2 separate regions of the Mus musculus genome follow, and region 2 is linked to region 1. A link is a contact called in public HiChIP or PLAC-seq data. All regions are on one chromosome and are shown on one strand. Each heading gives the region's core, a stretch centred on a gene start, on an enhancer-like site or on the middle of the called end of the contact. The rest is flanking DNA. Distances are from core to core; before and after follow the strand shown. Region 1 holds the start of Mea1 (male enhanced antigen 1). Region 2 holds the start of Guca1b (guanylate cyclase activator 1B).

Evidence for each region. HiChIP or PLAC-seq counts read pairs in DNA pulled down with a chosen protein or histone mark.
Region 2: a FOXA1 HiChIP or PLAC-seq map of pancreatic cancer cells shows a contact between it and region 1. The contact joins the promoter of Guca1b here to the promoter of Mea1 in region 1. A contact is called at or near these places in 1 of 39 promoter capture datasets (liver) and 1 of 115 datasets of contacts at active chromatin or transcription factors (pancreatic cancer cells).

Annotation. Positions count from the first base shown.
Region 1 is chr17:46,679,411-46,682,849 of GRCm38.p6, forward strand. Mea1 (male enhanced antigen 1) reads left to right here and starts at 1,711. Exons shown (of 4, transcript NM_010787.2): 1 at 1,711-1,795; 2 at 2,207-2,487; 3 at 2,599-2,701; 4 at 3,309-3,439. The coding sequence starts at 2,218. It overlaps Klhdc3 (kelch domain containing 3), which reads right to left and starts at 1,520. Exons shown (of 12, transcript NM_027910.3): 1 at 1,292-1,520.
Region 2 is chr17:47,383,969-47,387,302 of GRCm38.p6, forward strand. Guca1b (guanylate cyclase activator 1B) reads left to right here and starts at 1,425. Exons shown (of 4, transcript NM_146079.1): 1 at 1,425-1,728. The coding sequence starts at 1,522.

The sequences.
Region 1 (3,439 bases), core at 461-2,960:
GGGGCCACGGCTTTGTAAAGACAGCCGGCCAGCCTAGTGATAACAGGTATATCTGAGAGCTCTTTCAGGCAAATCTTTTTGCAACTAGCGATGCCTTTGCCAGGAGACATCTGCTGGGTTTGGGTGATCATTCACTTCCTGTTCAAAAATCCTTGGCAGGGAGGAAAAACCTCGGGGGTGGGGTGGGTGCACCTCAAGCAAAGGAGGTTCCCTTCAAGGGGACAGACGCAGCTTTCATGAATCAACTGCCCCCACAACCTTTCACTGTATACTTTAAGTAGCCATCTCTCTCAATGTGAAACAGCAGCAGCCAAAAGTTAAACTGTTCCTTCATTACTCAGGCTCTTCAATTTTTGCTTATCAGAGAAAGAGGACTGAAAGCTTAAGAATCCAAGTCCAAGGCACTCGTGCTGGGGCATGGAGGCAGGGGGATGTCTGTGTAATTAAGGTCAGCCACCTGGGTCTACACAGTAAGTCCCAAATTAGCCAGAGCTACAAGAACCTGTCTCAAAAAAAAAAAACAAACAAAAAATAGAGAAAGAAAGGAAAGAACGTGGTGGTGGAGAGCCTATCAACCTCCTTCATATCTTTTACTCTCCTTTGAAAGTAAGTCCAGATAAAACGAAAATGCACAAAGATAAGACTACAATCCCAGTGGCAGACGGAGGAAGACTCCATCTTCCTAAGGAGAACTCGGAGGCAGGAGGTTATACGTTATCTCTGGGTCTCCAGCATTTCCCACCAATAGGCCATTTTCAACATCCCAGCCCCTGAGGTCGGCTTCCCCTCCCTGCTCGCGCCCCTTCCCTTCTTAATTTCCCGAGAGCCTTGCAGTTCCTCCTCCCACCACTTCAAGGTCCACACCAGAGCCCTCTAACTCGTCTAAGTTCACGAAGGGAAGCAAGCCATTCTTATCCCCTGCCAACCATACCGCTCTGTGAATGAGACTGGTCTCCGGTTGTAGTCCACCTTTCTCAGCCGCCCCTCCCCCACGACGCCACACTGCCCCCTCCCCCTGCCATTATGCTCAGCTTCCTGATTCTCTTCGGAACCCACTCGTCCACTTCTCTCAGCGCTTCCTCCAGCCACCAGGTCTCTCCCACCCGTCTCCAGGCCATTTTCCCCTAACCCTTTCGCGGACCATTAACACTCCTCTTTCCCAGCATCCCCCTAGCTCCCTCCCCACCCCCAGCTCAGCCTTCTCAGCCCCTCCCGCGCGGCCCCAGCCGTAGGCAATGGGCGTCGCCTGTCCCTTCAATTTTCCTCATCCCCCCAACCCATCCCAGGCTACCTGCCAGGCCGGGCCGGGGTGGGGCCGCGGGTCCTCGCGCTGCCAGCAGCCTAGAACCCGTTGCCCGCCAACCGATTCCTCGGTCCCCAACGAGATAAACACTGCCAGACTTCGTCCTTCCGGCGGGCAGCGGGACGCGCACGTGCAGTGAGAATTGCCGGCCCGACAGCTTCAGGGACTTGTAGTCCACGAATTACCCCAGGGCCGAAAGATGGGGAGCGGGTGGGCGGGGCCGGTTTGTGCGCATGCGCAGAACACCAGTTCACGTCGCACGCCTGAGGGTCACTGGGTAATGTAGTTCTTTGTGGTCCGGGCAGGGGATGGCGGAGGCGGGGCAAGAGGCGGACTTGTCCTCGCTTGCGTCAGTCTCGGGCACGGGGCGGGGCTGGAGGACTAAGAGCCCCAGCATGTCCTGCCCCGCCGGAAGTGAAGGTGCGGGTCCGGCTGTGGGCTCTGAGAGGGTGAGGCGCGAGGAAATACCAACGCCGAGAATCAGTGGGGCGGGTAGGGGACTCTGTAGCTGGGGCCATTGAAGGGGAGACCCTGGGCCTGAAGGGGTTTTTGCCAGGCGGTACTACACTCCCCCGGAATAGAGGGAATGAGGGGCGGGGACGCGCTATGGTGGGTAGCCTGGCGACCAGCAGTTACCTCCAGAGGAGGGGCGTGGTGAGAGGGGCGAGGTTCTGGGAAGAGGCTTTTAGGAAGAGGTGAAACCCTCCGGTGGTCGGTTCATTTAGGAATCGGGCGAGTTAAAGACGTGTGTGCTCCAGCTCAATATGAGAACCCAAACTTGAGACAGGGAGGCAGGAGAGACGGGAGGAAGATGCAAGTTCCATGCGAGAGGGAAGTGGGTGGCTGAACGTGAAAGGAGACCTGGTTTCATCCCATCCCTATCCCGCCTTTCTGTCCCTGCAGCCCCTGCCCGGATGGCAGCAGTAGTTCTAGGGGGAGACACCATGGGCCCTGAGCGTATCTTCCCCAATCAGACTGAGGACTTAGGGCCACATCAGGGTCCTACAGAAGGAACTGGGGATTGGAGCAGTGAAGAACCCGAGGAAGAGCAGGAGGAAACAGGAGCAGGCCCAGCAGGCTACTCGTACCAGCCCCTCAATCAAGACCCTGAACAAGAAGAGGTGGAATTGGCACCAGTGGGTGAAGGAGAAGATGGAGCTGCTGACATCCAAGATCGGATCCAGGTATGGTGGAGGATGCTGTTACTAAGCAGATGAGATGGAATGTACCAACAGCTGTTTATCATAATGGCAGGGGGAGGGGCGCCTAACAAATTATCTTCTCTGGTTCTGCAGGCCCTGGGGCTTCATCTGCCAGACCCTCCATTGGAGAGTGAGGATGAAGATGAGGAGGGAGCCGCCGCATTGAGCAGCCACAGCTCTATCCCCATGGACCCAGGTACAAAAACAACCAAAGCTCATTCCTTCATTTAGAAATAATTACCAAAAACTAGTAAGAACTGGGCATGGTGGTGCACACCTTTAATCCCAGCGCTCATGAGGCAGAGGCAGGCTGGTGGTCTCCTGGTCTACAGAGCAAATTCCAGGAGAGTCAGGGCTGCACAGAGAAAAACCGAATACAATGCCCCCCATTCTCCCCCTCACCCCCAAACAAGATCACTTTATTCCTAAAAATTTCGTTACCTGAGATTTTGTGGACTTCAGAATCTAAGTGAAATGCTGTCTCACTAGACTTGGGAATGGGCAGACCTGGCAATAATGAGGGCGTGATGATGTGTTGGGGGTCTTGGGCTGACTGAGGCACTAGGGAGAGAGGAGCTGGTCCCGTTCTTTTTTTTTTTTTTTTTTTTTTTTTTGGGTTTTCGAGACAGGGTTTCTCTGTATAGCCCTGGCTGTCCTGGAGCTCACTTTGTAGACCAGGCTGGCCTCGAACTCAGAAATCCGCCTGCCTCTGCCTCCCGAGTGCTGGGATTAAAGGCGTGCGCCACCACGCCCGGCTGCTGGTCCCGTTCTTTATTCCCTAACCAGTCTGGCTGTGCTTTCAGAACATGTAGAGCTGGTGAAAAGGACGATGGCTGGAGTAAGCCTGCCTGCACCAGGGGTTCCTGCCTGGGCTCGGGAGATCTCGGACGCTCAGTGGGAAGATGTGGTACAGAAAGCCCTCCAAGCCCGGCAG
Region 2 (3,334 bases), core at 175-2,674, 700 kb after region 1:
CCTTACCTGGAGACTAATGGTGAGATTCAAAGGAATCAGGGTGTCAGGTGACAAAGATCACTGAGCCATGAGGTCAGGCCAATTCCACAATGAGCATCCATCCCAAGGACAGGCTCACAAGTGTGCACTACTTCACACGGCTTAAAAACCAACATAGGTTCTAATGGGCTGGAGGTATTGCTCAGTGGTTAGGAGCTTGTTCTGCTCTTGTAGAGGACCTGAGTTCCGATATGAGCACACATGTTAGGTGGTTCACAACTGCCTGTGACTCCAGCTCCAAGAGATCTACCGCCCTCTTCTGGCCTCAGTGGGCACTGCACTCTCATGAGCACAACCCTCACCATACACACACACATACATTTTTAAAATAATAAAAACACATTTTTAAAAAAAATAAAATAAGCACAAATGTTGGAGAGATGGCTCAATAATTAAAAAAACACTTGTTCTTGCAGAGTACCCAGATTCAGTTTCCAGCACCCACATGGTGACTCACAATGAATTAACTCCAGTCTGGGGGACCTGACAACCTCTTCTGGCCTCTATGAGCACTGCACACATGTGATGCTACACACACACACACACACACACACACACACACACACTTCTTTACATAAAATAAAAATAAGATCTAGCCAAGCATGGTAGGAAACACCTTTAATCCCAGCACCCAGCATTTGAGAGTTAGAGACGACAGGTAGATCTCTGTGAGTTCAAGGCCTTTCTGGTCTACATAGTGAATTCAAGGCTAGCCAGAACTGCAACGTGAGAACCTGTCTCAAAAAATGAAATCTAAAAGATAGCATAAATATCTACTTTGGTTGTTTTTGTTATTGATGCGGTGGGAGTGGGAGTGTCCCCCTGTGTCAACAGGGCAACCCAGAGTGGTTTTGAACTCGAGACCCTTCTGCTTCTCCAGTGCTGGGATTATAGTCATGAGCAATGAATATGTACTTGATTCAGCATGTAATAACTATGTGCTTGGTCAACCTAGTGAATGTGTAACCGCTGCTTAAAGCAAGGTCATGTGGCCTTTAGTATCAGAGCCCTTGCAGACACTGTGGACCACTCTCCTGGGTCCTGCCCGCGGGTTAGTGCTCAGGAGTGGATGGGAGCAATCACGGAGAGAAGGGCTGGAGAGACGCATCTGTCCTTCAAGATTCAGGCATGGTCTGTAAGGGAGCTGCAGACACTGGTGGACCAAGAGCCCTGCCCCCACCCCACCCCATCCCCCAGGCTCTTACCCTCATAGCCTGCCTCTCACTGGACCTGTGGAGGGGCGAGGCAGAGGAAGCTTAGCTTTCTGGAGGTCAGACCTCCCCAGGAATCTCCTAATGGTCTTTACACCGCTAAGCTGCCCGGGGTCTGCCCCTCCCTTCTGGAGGTCCCTTCACAACCAATCAAGTTCAGTTTCCCCGAGACAGTGAAAGGGCTGCTCAGACCAAGGAGAGAGGAGCCTAAGGTCAGCGGAGGACTTGGAGGAGGTAGCGGGCCTGGCTGAGTCTCTTTCTAAAAGCCGGGATGGGGCAGCAGCTGAGCTGGGAAGAGGCGGAGGCGGCCGGGGAGATGGATGTGGCGGAGTTGCAGGAGTGGTACAAGAAGTTTGTCGTGGAGTGTCCCAGTGGGACGCTCTTCATGCACGAGTTCAAGCGCTTCTTCAAGGTCACGGGCAATGAGGAGGCCAGCCAGTATGTAGAGAGCATGTTCCGAGCCTTCGACAAGAATGGGGTAAGGAACCCAGCAGGGGAGGACCTGTGACCCACCCGTTCAGTGAGACTACAGTTCCGCTCAGCTGCCCTCCTCTCCATCCCTCCTGCCCCCACCCTCCCCGCCGCCCTCCATCATTCGTCCCTCCCTTCTTCTTACTGGCTCCTCACATCTTCCTGAGGGCCGAAGGTCACTGGCACACAGTCTGGGTTTTCTCTGGGCTTTTTAGGCCAAGGCTTTGCAGCAAAAGGACATGCTTTTACAAACCCGATAGAACCTCTGCTGCTCTCAGTACAAGGGAGAGAGAGATCCCAAAGCTCTCTTATCTCAGATCAAGAGCACCTTGCCAGGATCCTTCAGATGGCGGCTGCTCCGTTCTTCCCTCTGGGGGATGCTGGCAGGGGCTTCACTTGCCTGGGAGGAGAGTGGATAGTTGCAAAAGCACTTTCAAGTTTTTAAAAAATATATATGGAAGGGATAGCTGACAGTGTGTGTGTGTGTGTGTGTGTGTGTGTGTGTGTGTGTGTGTGTGTGTGTGTGTGTCTGTGAAGTTGTATAGGTACCCATGGAGGCCAGAAGGGGGCATCAGATACATCAGAGCTAGTTACACATATTTTCAAGCTACCCAATGTAGGGTGGGTGGGTTCCAAACACCAGTCCTCAGATAGACCAGTAAGTACTCTTAATTAACTACTGAGCCTTCTCCTCCATGCTTTAAGTCATGGGGAATTGCACAAATCAAATGCCTTCCAGTGGCACCGGCAGCCAAAAGGCACTGAATTACTTAATGCACAGATAATAATTGTGTGTGTGTGTGTGTGTGAGAGAGAGAGAGAGAGAGAGAGAGAGAGAGAGAGAGAGAGAGAGAGCATGCATCCTTCACGAATGGAGGGGTACACTTGTATGCATACGGAGACCAGAGATTGACCTCAGGTGTCAGTCCCTAGGGCGCAGCCAGCCTGTTTCTGTGACACCATCTCATTACCTAGAGCTCCAACCCCCTCCTGTGTCTATTCTCTCAGCACAGAGACAAACAGTAAGTAGGTGCCACTACAGACAGTGTTTGCAATGATTTTAAATCATATATAGGTGTGTGCATGTGCATGCAGTGCCTGAGGGGACCACAAGAGGGCAGTGTGGTTCCCATGAAACTGGGGTTTACAGGTGGTTATGAACTGCCCGCAGAGGTGCTGAGAAGAGAATTAAGCACCTGCCCTAACTGCTAAGCCTCCAGCCCTGCACCCCGCACCCCCACACCCAGCCTTTGATGTAGGAGCTAGGGAAGGAACTCAGGTCTTCACACTGGCATGGCCAGCGTCTAGTGGACGGAGCCACCTCCCCATTCCTAACTCATGGCAATGCCTTTGAGAAGCCCAGGTCCCTGTTCTCAGCGTCTCTCACTGTCTTCCCAAGTAGCTTGCTTCTCTCTTAATCCTAGGGCGTAAAATCTGTATTCAAATCTCTTAGACTTGAGCTTTGCTTCAGAGAAGTATTTTAATTCAGGGGCTGACGGCATGGCTGAGTGGTTAAGAGCACTTGCTGCCAGCACTCACATGATAGCTCATGACCATCTGTAATCCAGTTCCAGGGCATTCAGAGCCCACTTCTGACCTCCACAGGTACCAGG